Linked DNA regions of Mus musculus: all the other regions are linked to region 1. A link is a contact called in public HiChIP or PLAC-seq and Micro-C data. All regions are on one chromosome and are shown on one strand. The core of a region is the stretch at or near the end of the contact, and the rest is flanking DNA. Distances in the headings are between cores, read along the strand shown. Region 1 holds the start of Tunar (Tcl1 upstream neural differentiation associated RNA). Region 2 holds the start of Gskip (GSK3B interacting protein). Region 3 overlaps Gm31829 (a long non-coding RNA gene).

Evidence for each region. A called contact is a pair of places that touch in the nucleus more often than the background predicts. HiChIP or PLAC-seq counts read pairs in DNA pulled down with a chosen protein or histone mark.
Region 2: a Micro-C map of embryonic stem cells shows a contact between it and region 1, with 4 times the contacts expected there. The contact joins the promoter of Gskip here to the promoter of Tunar in region 1. A contact is called at or near these places in 1 of 484 Hi-C or Micro-C datasets (embryonic stem cells), 1 of 115 datasets of contacts at active chromatin or transcription factors (embryonic stem cells) and 1 of 9 other capture datasets (pancreatic islet).
Region 3: an H3K27ac HiChIP or PLAC-seq map of embryonic stem cells shows a contact between it and region 1, with 6 read pairs. The contact joins the enhancer-like site here to the promoter of Tunar in region 1. A contact is called at or near these places in 3 of 484 Hi-C or Micro-C datasets (cerebral cortex, embryonic stem cells and nephron progenitors), 8 of 115 datasets of contacts at active chromatin or transcription factors (embryonic forebrain, embryonic hindbrain, embryonic midbrain and 4 more) and 1 of 9 other capture datasets (pancreatic islet).

Annotation. Positions count from the first base shown.
Region 1 is chr12:105,334,796-105,338,252 of GRCm38.p6, reverse strand. Tunar (Tcl1 upstream neural differentiation associated RNA) reads right to left here and starts at 1,659. Exons shown (of 3, transcript NR_045047.1): 1 at 1,296-1,659; 2 at 694-1,023.
Region 2 is chr12:105,683,714-105,687,170 of GRCm38.p6, reverse strand. Gskip (GSK3B interacting protein) reads right to left here and starts at 1,819. Exons shown (of 3, transcript NM_178613.3): 1 at 1,713-1,819. The coding sequence starts at 1,726. It overlaps Atg2b (autophagy related 2B), which reads left to right and starts at 1,930. Exons shown (of 42, transcript NM_029654.4): 1 at 1,930-2,502. The coding sequence starts at 2,341.
Region 3 is chr12:105,074,993-105,078,449 of GRCm38.p6, reverse strand. The region is part of intron 2 of Gm31829 (a long non-coding RNA gene); the gene reads left to right. Among named protein-coding and RNA genes, the nearest start is that of Gm31829, 26 kb to the left of the region's middle. Within about 2 kb of position 1,704, at least 18 of the 459 cell types and tissues checked have an H3K27ac peak or open chromatin away from gene starts, as enhancers often do. A contact at or near this core is called in embryonic stem cells, where this site is marked.

The DNA.
Region 1 (3,457 bases), core at 410-2,909:
CAGAGCCCAGAAAGAAACCACAAGAAAAATGTAGTAACGACGCCTCCATTCCCTCAATCTGAACTAAGATGAGGCTTCTAATGATGATTGCCATCGCTAAAAGGAGAAGTGAACGATATATACATTCTACTAGTAATTTATTCCGTCTCGGCCGTCATTGGAAGTAGTTTCACACACATGCAGCGGCTCTTGAGACGGAAGCAGCTAGTGAAGGAAATAAAGCAGGCGTGTTTGTGACCAAAGGATCAGTTTGATGAGGTGGTGAGCACCTTGGTTCCCACCTTGTGACCTTGATTAGCACATTTAGTATCTCTGGGCCTCAGTTTCCTCGTCTGATACACGGAGAGGGGGGACCCTACTTCCTTGGAGCAGTTTGGAGATCCACCACCCAGCAATGACTGAACACTCACCAAACATCCAGTTCCCCCTGGTGACTAAGTCCGAATCCAGGTTGCACACATAGATGCTTATCTAGACCAAACAGGTCTCTTGCCTGCCTGCGTGTTAAGCCCGCTGCTGTTTCCCAGAGAGCCCAGGAAAACACCGGGTCTTGAAGGCACCTAGGCTGTTCAGAAGCCAGGTAGGGTTTGGGGACAGATTCCAGGCACTGGGTAGTAATTGGAGAGGGGGCTCGGAGGCAGCCTCGGAATCCTGTGAAGGGGCTTTGTTCCCGAGGCGAAAGGTCTGGCTTACCGAGAAGAGCATCCGGAGGCAGGTGGGGGGCGCGCAGGGCACGCAGCAGAGCCACAGCCCGGCCCGGGTCCGGGGAGCGGGAGCCAGAGGAAGGCGAGGAGAAGGAGGAGAGAGAGGTTGCCGTGGGTTCCTGCCTCATTCTCCCAAACAGCGCAGACCCACTGGCCGCCTCCGGCTGAGGCTGGCCGCCGGACACCGGAACCCAATCATGCTGTTCATGTCCCTGTCAGCGACTGGCGAGGTGTGCGCGAGGCTGGGTTGTCTGCAGGCGACACCCAGGGGCTCCTCATGCCCCACGCCTGGGCTCGGCGGGAAGATCTCGGAGGGTGGCTGCGCCCGGAAAAGGAGAGAAAGAAAGCGTGAGAGAGCACACTGAGCTGCGCCCCGCGGGGCTGGGGGCGGGCAGCACCGCGCGCCCCACCCACCGCGCTCTGCGCCCCGCGCCGCGCACCCGCCGGGCAGCCGAGCCCCAGAAACTTTAGCACATGGCCGGTCCGCCGGCCGCTGTGGCCCGAGCCGCCCCGCTAGTGGCGTAGTCCCCGCCTCAGCTCCAGATCGCAGCTTACCAGCAGCCACCGCAACCGCAGCGGAGGGTCGCCTACCTGGCGGTGCGGAGAGTGGTGCGGACCAGCGTGGGAGGAGAAGGGGGCGGCGACGTCGGGGTCCCCGCAGGGGAGGGGCAACTCCGCGGTGGCAATAGCCACCCTTAAGGCATCCAGGGAGGGGACTGAGAACCAGCTGAAGGGTCTGCAGGCTCCGATAGGGGAGTGTCAGTGCGTTCCCCGCCCCTCGGCGCAGATGCTGACGACGCGCGCGGGCTTCCCTGGCCCGGGTCTGCGGAGCTAGCCCTGTTACCTAGCGACTCGCTCCGGGAAGCCCACGCTGACGCGCTAGGAGCTGGGCTGCGGCAGAGGGGAAGGGCGGGGAGGGAAGGGGAGAGAAGAGGAGGGATAAGGAGGGGAATGAAAGAGGAGAGGAGGGGAGCTCTAGAGGGAGAGGGGGCAGGGGAAGCTGGCGTTGCCGGCAAAAGCTCCTCCCTCTACCTCCACGTCGCTGCTGGGGAGTGGGCCGGGGAAGACGTGGCCTCTGCCTGGTCCCGAGGATTTGGAACCGGCTCCTGGGTGAGGGTGGATGGAGGGAAAAGGGTGATGCAGGTTCCCCTGTGCTGGGGTTACAGCAGCAGGTGGCGGCTATGTGGCTCATGGAGGCCTGCCGCTCACAGGAATGCAGAGATGAGCCAGTGAATGTGGCCTTGGGCGTGTGGGTGTGTGTGAGACGCCCCCACCCACAAGGAGTATTTGGAGACCCAGGAACCTGGGTGAGAGAGGCGCCACCCCTTTCCTGGCCTGCCTCTCTTCTTCCTGGACATTTTGTTCTTGCGCTGTGCTCATCATGGAAGCTCTGGACTATCTCACCGAGCTCCTCCTACCTCTCGGGGAACCAGAGGATGGCTGCTAGGTAGTGACAGCTTTGTTCCTCACCCCTTGATGCCCGACCAGTGACCAGGTGTCTAGTTTCAGGAGGTCAAAGACCTGCCTCCATGTGCCTTCCTCCTTAAGGATTTGCGGCCTCTCAGGCCAGACTGGGCCTCAGGCCCAGGCATGCCCAAATCTTTACAGCTTATAGGACGTTTCAAAGTAACTTAACATCCTAACCAAAATAGTCATCCCCGAAGGTCATAGCTAAGAACTGACCCCTGGGGTACCTAAATCTGAACACGCGTTTTCTGTAAAGTGTACTGTAACTAGGTTTTCTGTAAGGTGTCTCTTGGTTCTCCAGAACCTTTCCAAAATGCACCCCTAAGGCCCACAAAAGAGTCCTCGTCAAAGCAGACAGGGACCACAGCCTCCAAAGACGGTGAGGCAAACTTTCAAATGCAGTGGGTACCTCTAGGTAGAACCCAGACCCTTGGATTCAGCTGGATACAAGGACTCTGCCATGTCTAAAGGACCCTCAAACCTGCCAAGATCCTGCCCCTTCCTTAATGCCCCAGAACAGGAACAGCTGCCACCTCCCTGAGGACCGACCCAGCCTCATCCTTCACTCCCTCCAAGGCTGCTGTTGTCCTGGCTGGGGTGACTATGAGGAGGTGGAGGCAGAAGACCGACCTTCCAGAGAATCACACCTGCCCAGGACCCACATCCCAATTCTTAAGCCAGTATCTCTGCAGCGAGGAGCCCCTCCCTCCAGGAGGACTTTGAGAATGGGGGTGGGGGAGGGGTCGCTGAGGTTTTTGTTGTCAGAGTTGGCCCCAAAACAGGGCTTTTTCTCTGTTCATTTATTCTTCTATATTGTTGAACCCACTACTAGCCCTTCCAAATAGAAACCAGCACCCTCCTCCCTACAGCATTTTATTTTTCAACAGAAAACGGCTGTCATTCCTAGCCCCTGGGGCAACAGTTATGTTCTGACATTTCTCAGCAAGACTGGGAGCAGCACCTCTGAGTTTGCCCCCAGTTTTTATGGGTGACGCAGCTTTTCAACCGGCTTTCTTCAGCGCTAACTTCCCACTTGCAGGAATAATCTGACATGTCACTTGGTCAGGGAGTCCAGTACTTATAATACTCAAAACCTCAGAGAGTCTCTTCTATGCCCAGCCATTTGCAGGCCTCACTATTCCAGAAGACATAGAGATGGGGCAGGGGAGGTGGATGATTGATTAGGATTTCTGAGAGTCAGGGCAGGGGAGGTGGGTAATTGATTAGTTTGTCTGAGTCTCTGTCATAGTTTTTAGTATCATAGGAAAAAAAAACCTAGTTCATTC
Region 2 (3,457 bases), core at 570-3,069, 350 kb before region 1:
AACACCCTTAACACTTTTGGTGCAGTACGCTTGCTTTGTGGGAGTCTCACTTTCTTCCTTCGGTATCTGGAGATGCAGGCATCCTCTGGACAGCTTGTGCTATTTTATACTGTGTTCAGGAAACCATATCAAGCAGTCACCAAACAGAGCCTAAAGTCCAGTTCAAACCTCCTAAAGCCTGATACACAAGGTCCTGCTGGGACTTCCCACCCAGCTCTGTTTATAGTACAGAGAGTACTGTCATTATTTACTTGTAAGGTTCAGAGTCTCTTTGAGCCAGGGTCTCCCCATGTAGACCAGGCTGGCCTTCAACTTAAGGAGAGAGCCATCTGCATCTGTTTCTCTAGTGCTGGGATAAAACTGTGTACCTGATGCCGGGTAAGCATGTCTTATTAGTGTCAAAATATGCCTAGACCCAACCGGTTCTAGTCTTCAGGGCTTTCCTCCAGGCCAAACCACAGAATTTGGATTACTGCTCTGTCCTTCAGCACTGCCCTGGCTGTTTTCACCTTTGGTCTTCTAAGCCCAACATTCCACTATTAGCAACACTGTAGTTAGCAGTCTTAGGCCAGATTATGTAGCATTTCTTTTTATTTCACCCAGAGCAAAAGTTCCATCATTCCTTGCGATGGCTACACTCCTTCCTGTCTTCCCTCCTCAAATTCCTGGTACTTACCAAGCATTACGCATGTGGTAAGCCTTGCAGGTGGTGTTCTTATCTGAAAAATAACTCAGACGTTCATGTATCTTTCTACCTCCAAGTCTCCAACTAAAATATCATCTTTTAAAAATAAGAGGCCCTTTCTTACAAAGCACATAAAGACTCCGAATGGTGTGTGGTGGTGCAAGCCTGACATTTCAGCATTTGGGAGACCCTAATTTCTAGGGCAGTCTGGGCCACATAAGTTCAAAGTCAACCTCAACTACCTACCCAGTGAGAGACTGTCTCAAAACCCAATCCAACTAAACCAAAAGAACCCATTTTGAGGATGCCCCATTCACGGGCCAGAATTCCTTAATTCGGTCTCCTCAATCCAGGACTCGGTTTAGGTTCCTTCCCGGCACACGTCATTTCATTTGCCTCAATTTTCGAGTTTATGATATTAATCTGCTCACACCTGGCTGAGGTGGCAATGTAGGCTCAGAGAGGGTAGCATAGGTTCAAGGTGGCCCAGTGTCAAGTGTCAGGAATCTAACCCAGGACAGCAGACTTCCGGGCCTTTAGGGGCTGCCCTCCTAAGGAGCCAGCTGCGCCTCTTCACAGACTGTCTCCCTAAAAGATAAAAATCGGGCTGCGCAGAGCCTGCGGAGAGCACAAAGTCTTCCAGGAGGCAGCAGCCCCTCAGCGGGTCGGGAAGCGCCAGGATTTAACAGAGGAAACCGTACTGCCCGCAATCGCCCCGATCCCAAGTTTCCTGGTCGTCGGCGTGGCGCTCTGCAAACGGCAAACTACTAGATGCTTTGCAAACAAAGCCGGCAAGGGGGTGGGGGGGGGGGCAACCTGATGACAATAGGCATCGGTCAGAACCCGGACAGAAACGCCGGGTCTCCAGTCCTCGCCCTGCATCCCCGCATCACTTCCCGCAGGACAGCCCAGGCCGGACCCGCCCCCAGACCTCCGTCAGCCCTAGTCCGGGCGTCCGCCGGCGCCCACCACCCGGCCGCGACTGCAAGGTGAGGCTCCACGGGCCGCAGCCAGCCCGCCCACTCACCTGCGAGCGCCCATGTTCTTATCCTTCCTCGTCCGGAGACTGCTGGGGCCAGGATCGCGGCGCCGGCACCACCCCCGCCCCCGCAGTTGCCCCGCCCATTCACCACCGGAAATGCTCCGGCCCGGACTCTTTTTTTCCTGCCTTTCCAGCCCCGCAATATGGCGTCACTTCCGCTTGTGCCCGTTGCTCGAGTACGTGCCGGGAGTCTGGGTCTCGCGAACGCGCCAGGAGCGTGTCTCAGGCGGGAGCGCGCCCAGTAGATGACAACAAATTAGTCGCGCCGCGTCGGAGTCTTGTCTCGCCTCAGCCGCCAGCCCTCTCTGTCTGTCCCTCTGTCTCCCTACCGACGGAGCGCTTCGGAAGCTCCCGGCTTGGGGCGCCCGGTTCTGCTCAGCGCCCAGTCCCCGCCGGGCCTAGTGCGAGCGTCGCGACGCGGGCCATGGGGTTGCCCTGAGGGACGGCGGCGCCGAACCGACATGCAGCGGCCACCGCGAACCTAGATCCCCACCGCGGCTTGGGGACGCCGCCGGGCCGACCCTGAGGCGCTGCCGCTGCCTGGAGCCCAGGTCGGATCCCCCGAGTCGCCGCCGCGTGCAGCCCCGGCTCCCTCGAGCCGCCAGCCCTCACCATGCCTTGGCCATTTTCAGAATCCATCAAGAAGAGGGCCTGTCGCTACCTCCTACAGAGGTACCTGGGCCACTTCCTGCAGGAGAAGCTGAGCCTGGAGCAGCTGAGCCTGGATCTGTACCAGGGCACCGGGTCCCTTGCCCAGGTCCCCTTGGACAAATGGGTAAGCTGCTGTCAGCCAGCAGGGGTAGGAACTGGCTCTCCCCAGGGCGAGACCTGAGCGACTGTCATCCAGCATCGGGCACGTTCGGTTCTCCTTTGGGAATTGTTTAGATTCAAGTGTGGCCCGGCTCAGGGAAGTGTGTAAAGTGTAGCAAGTTTGCGCTCCTAGATCACGTGCTCCGGCTTAAACGGTGTAATGGAGGCACACACGGGGCGAAACAATCGAGTCATTGGTTGGGGGGGGGGGGGGGCGCTTGTGAGGCAGGCCCAGGAAAGTACGTGGCCACCCTTGCCTCTTGGGCTGCGAGTGTCTGCGGTGTTCCTAGGCAAACAAACCCTATTTCTGTGGATGACGTTAAGAAAAATTAAAGATGAAGAGGAGGTGACAGAAATCCCCAGTTATTTATTTTGGTCTGGATGCTGGTATATTTGCGTTTGCTGGGTTGGTTGTCTTCATTCACTGAAAGAAAGTTAGGCGAAGGCCCCTCTTGCCAGTTTGCCTGCTCTGCTTGCGTGAGGTTGTGAATGGCCCCAGTAGTGCTGTTTAGATTTGCCCTTTTGCTTCACGTGATAGATCGACAGGTCGTAAACGCAAATGTTGCAAAAGCTCGGGAGCCGAAGCCGCAGCGTCAGCCTTTTTTTAAAGAACCTGTTTCCTCCTAGAGGCTGTGAGTTGACTTCACCTGAACTTTGAGTATATTCAGTTCGCCAGAAGCAGTTGTATTTGCATCAGTGGGCTAAAATGCCTACTATTTTACTTAAGGCCTTGGGTTTGTCGAGTCTACTCTTTTTTCGAAAAGCTTAAATTATGGAAATTCCTTGACAACTTGTATTAAGAGGTATGACACAAGGTAATTGTAACGAAACTAGGTGACTTAAACCAGAGAGCACACACAAGTTAGTTTAGACAGCTCTAGTTTGAGTAACAGAAAGACCTGCCTTATACCAAAATAGTC
Region 3 (3,457 bases), core at 455-2,954, 260 kb after region 1:
GCCTCCATGTGATCCAGCTGTAAGGCATTTTCTCAATTGGTGATCAATGGTGGGAGAGCCCAGCCCATTGTAGGTGGTGCCATCCCTGGGCTTCTACAAGAAAGCAGGCTGAGCAAGCCAGTAGGCAGCATCCCTCCTTGGCCCCTGCATCAGCTCCTGCCTCCAAGTTCCTGCCCTGTGTGAGTTCCAGTCCTGACTTCCTTTGGTGATGAACAGCATTGTGGGAAGTATACGCTGAATAAACCCTTTCCTCCCCAACTTGCTTCTTGGTCATGATGTTTGTGCAGGAATAGGAACCCTGACTAAGACAGGGTGTTAAGTGAAAAGATAAATACAACCTTTGTTTCCTTCAGAAGATGAAGGAGTTCTGGGTACAATTCTTCCAACCATAGTGTGTAGCCACACCAGTGAGCTGTAGAAGAGTGGGTACCCAGATCAATAGGGAACCCTGTTACATGTTTCCATCAAATAGGACATGAAACAGGGTTGAACTCGGTGCTCGTTGCTTTGAATAGGGTGACTGAAGCCAAAGGCGATGTGACTGGCTAGGGCAGGTGAGTGAGCGCATGTCTGGCCTCCTATGTGGTACTTCTGCCTCAGTTTTTTCGGACTGCGCCATCCAAGGCAGAGGCAGGCGACACCACTTGCTCTGCTCCACAGGAGGGCTCTGGCTAACCAGATCAGGGTGAAACTCCTGGAAATGGCCGCCACCTTTCCTCAAAGGATAAGGCACCAAGTTCTAAGCTGAACGATTCTTCCCAGCAAACTTTTTTTTCAAAGACAAAAGGGCATCAAGGTAGGTAGCAGGGACTTGGGAATCTTACCTGTTTGCGGAGTAGACACTTAAGCTCTTGAAGTCTCTGACAAAAGCCACTGATCTAAACCAGGTATGGTAGCTCACACCTTTAATCCCAGCATTCTGCCGGGCAGAGGCAAGGATGGATCTTCTTGAGTTCCAGGCCAGCCTGGCCTAAGACCAGTTGCCAGTGAGACTTTGTATCAACAAAACAAAACAAACAAACAAAACCAACCAATCTTCCACCTGGGAAGTATTTAAATACACAATAGACAGGAAATGCCTGGCTCTGCAGAGCCTCATTGTATTCAGAGGTCTTTGTTATTTTGTTTTGTTGGCAGAGACTGGGTTTTAATCTGCATGTGCTATCTATCTATCTATCTATCTATCTATCTATCTATCTATCTATCTATTATCTATGTATCTATGTATGTATGTATGTATGTATGTATGTATGTATGTATCTATCTATCTATCTATCTATCTATCTATCTATCTATCTATGTGTATACACACACACACACACACACACACACACACACATCCTCTTTGGCCCAGAACTAAAGCAAGTCTGCTTCCTTTCAGGACATCTCAGATCAGCCTTATTTGAGTGAAGACAAAACAGAAATGCCGGTTCCTGCCTATTTTAAAGGCCTCCCTAGAGCACAGCATGCCTTTCCATGTCATGTCATTGAAAGCAAGTCTTCACTCTCAGACTGAGTCTCAGCCGGCGTCTCTCCCTGCTCTGTCCTGCACCACTTTTGACCACTCTGGGTCTTCCTCTGTCCCAGGCCTCAGAAGGTGCCTCTCTCTGCCAACAGCTCACTCCTTTCACAGTAAGTGAAAGATCCTGTAGCCCAGCCCTGTATGTGCAGATCTTGCCCCATCTTCCAGACTATCTTCCTAGATTCCTAGAACACTTGTCCTTTTTGTTTTGCAAGTTGAGAGGACTCCACCTTCAAGTGAGCCCTGGGTTGGAATTCACCAGCTACGTGGCCTTAGGCAAATGGCTTGACCTCTCTGGGCAGACATTCTGCTATATACAGATAAACAACTTTAATTTGTAGAGCCATTGGGAATATTCAGTGACGAGCCTCGCACACAGGGCTCTTGGCTTTTTCCTCCCACTGGGCAGGCATCTCTGCCTGCTCCATCTTACATCGACTTCTCAGGGCTTCTCTGGCAAGTCCTTAGCTTGTCCTTCACACTGAAAACAATTGATTTGTCAGCTATTTGCCAGGGACTTTCCAAGGGCCTTCGGGAACAGGAGCGATAGGCTGGGACTAAAGCAGCTACAGATTCCTGTGCTGGTGTGTGTGTGTGTGTGTGTGTGTGTGTGTGTGTGTGTGTGTGTGTGAAGCTGGAAAACACAACATAAATAAAAAATATAAAAAGCTACTGTTTTATATGCTAGGATGAGGATAAATGCTGTCAAGAAAAAGAAGAAAACAGGGATAAAAAAATGGAGGAGACAGCTACAACAGCAGCAGGCTCAGTGGAGAACCGTCAAGAGCAACCAAAAAAAGAGCCGATTGTATCTCTTTGTTGGATGAATAAGTGAGGGAACAAAGGAAGTGAGAACCAGGTCTTATTTATTTCTTAGGGAAAATGTCTCGACAGCAAGACCCTGACATTTAATGAGATTTCTACCAAACCCAGATGATATCTAATTAATGGGAGGGAGGGGGAATTTGCAAAGTTTTGGTCCTGGAAGCCTATGGCTTCTTATAAAGAATGACATTCGGGATGTGGGAAGAAGTGGGGCGTGGGGGGGGGGGCTTCAGTCTGCAGGGGAAGTTTTAATTGACTTCCTGTGTAACTGATATTTATAAATTGCATCTGACAAGAGAAATCTGTTTGCTTAGCCATTAATTTCTCCAGCTAATTCCGCTATGAGTTTGCAAGACTTCCAGCACAGGCGGTGTGGCTGGTGCTTAGACCTCAGACAGACAAGGGGCTGGAGGCAAGAAGGAGGGGCTGGCATGGTGCGTGGGGGCGGGGGTTGGCTGAGGAGAATGCTTTTATCTACAAGGCTCCAGAAGATGGGCTGAATTTTAGCCATCTGGTGTCTGTGCCCTCCGGTGCTCCCTCACCATAGAGAAGAACACTGTAGAGAGACCGGGAGGTAGCTTTTCCTATGGCCAATAAGTCTAGCATCCCCAGGAGGTCACAGAGGTCCAGTCTCAGCCTCATTTCCTAGATGAGGCTGCTGAGGCTCAGAGAAAGCAAGTGATCCCCCAAATATTGTCACAAGCTAAGGGTCTCCTTAATTCAGGGTCCCCAACAGACCTGTGAGATGTCTCAAGACCTTGGGAATCTACAAGGCCATTAAACACCTCCCCGCTCCCCACATCCAAAGAACAGCCTGGAGTTAACCACAAGGATGGGGGAAATATCTTATCTCAGATGGGCCGTCTTTGTGGGGCAGCCTTAGATGGTGTTTGGGTATTTCAATCTGTGGTTTAATGTTCATGACACCGGAATACAACCCACTGACCACCTAGACACACTCTAGTCAGAACCAACCCATGGAGCATCCCTAGCACCCACCTAACCTTACTTAAAACTCCCCAAGTCACCTATAAAAAGACTTGTCTAAGGTCGCCATTCTAATGGTTGACCTGCACACGCTGGTAACTTCTGCAGAATAAACGCTCTTTG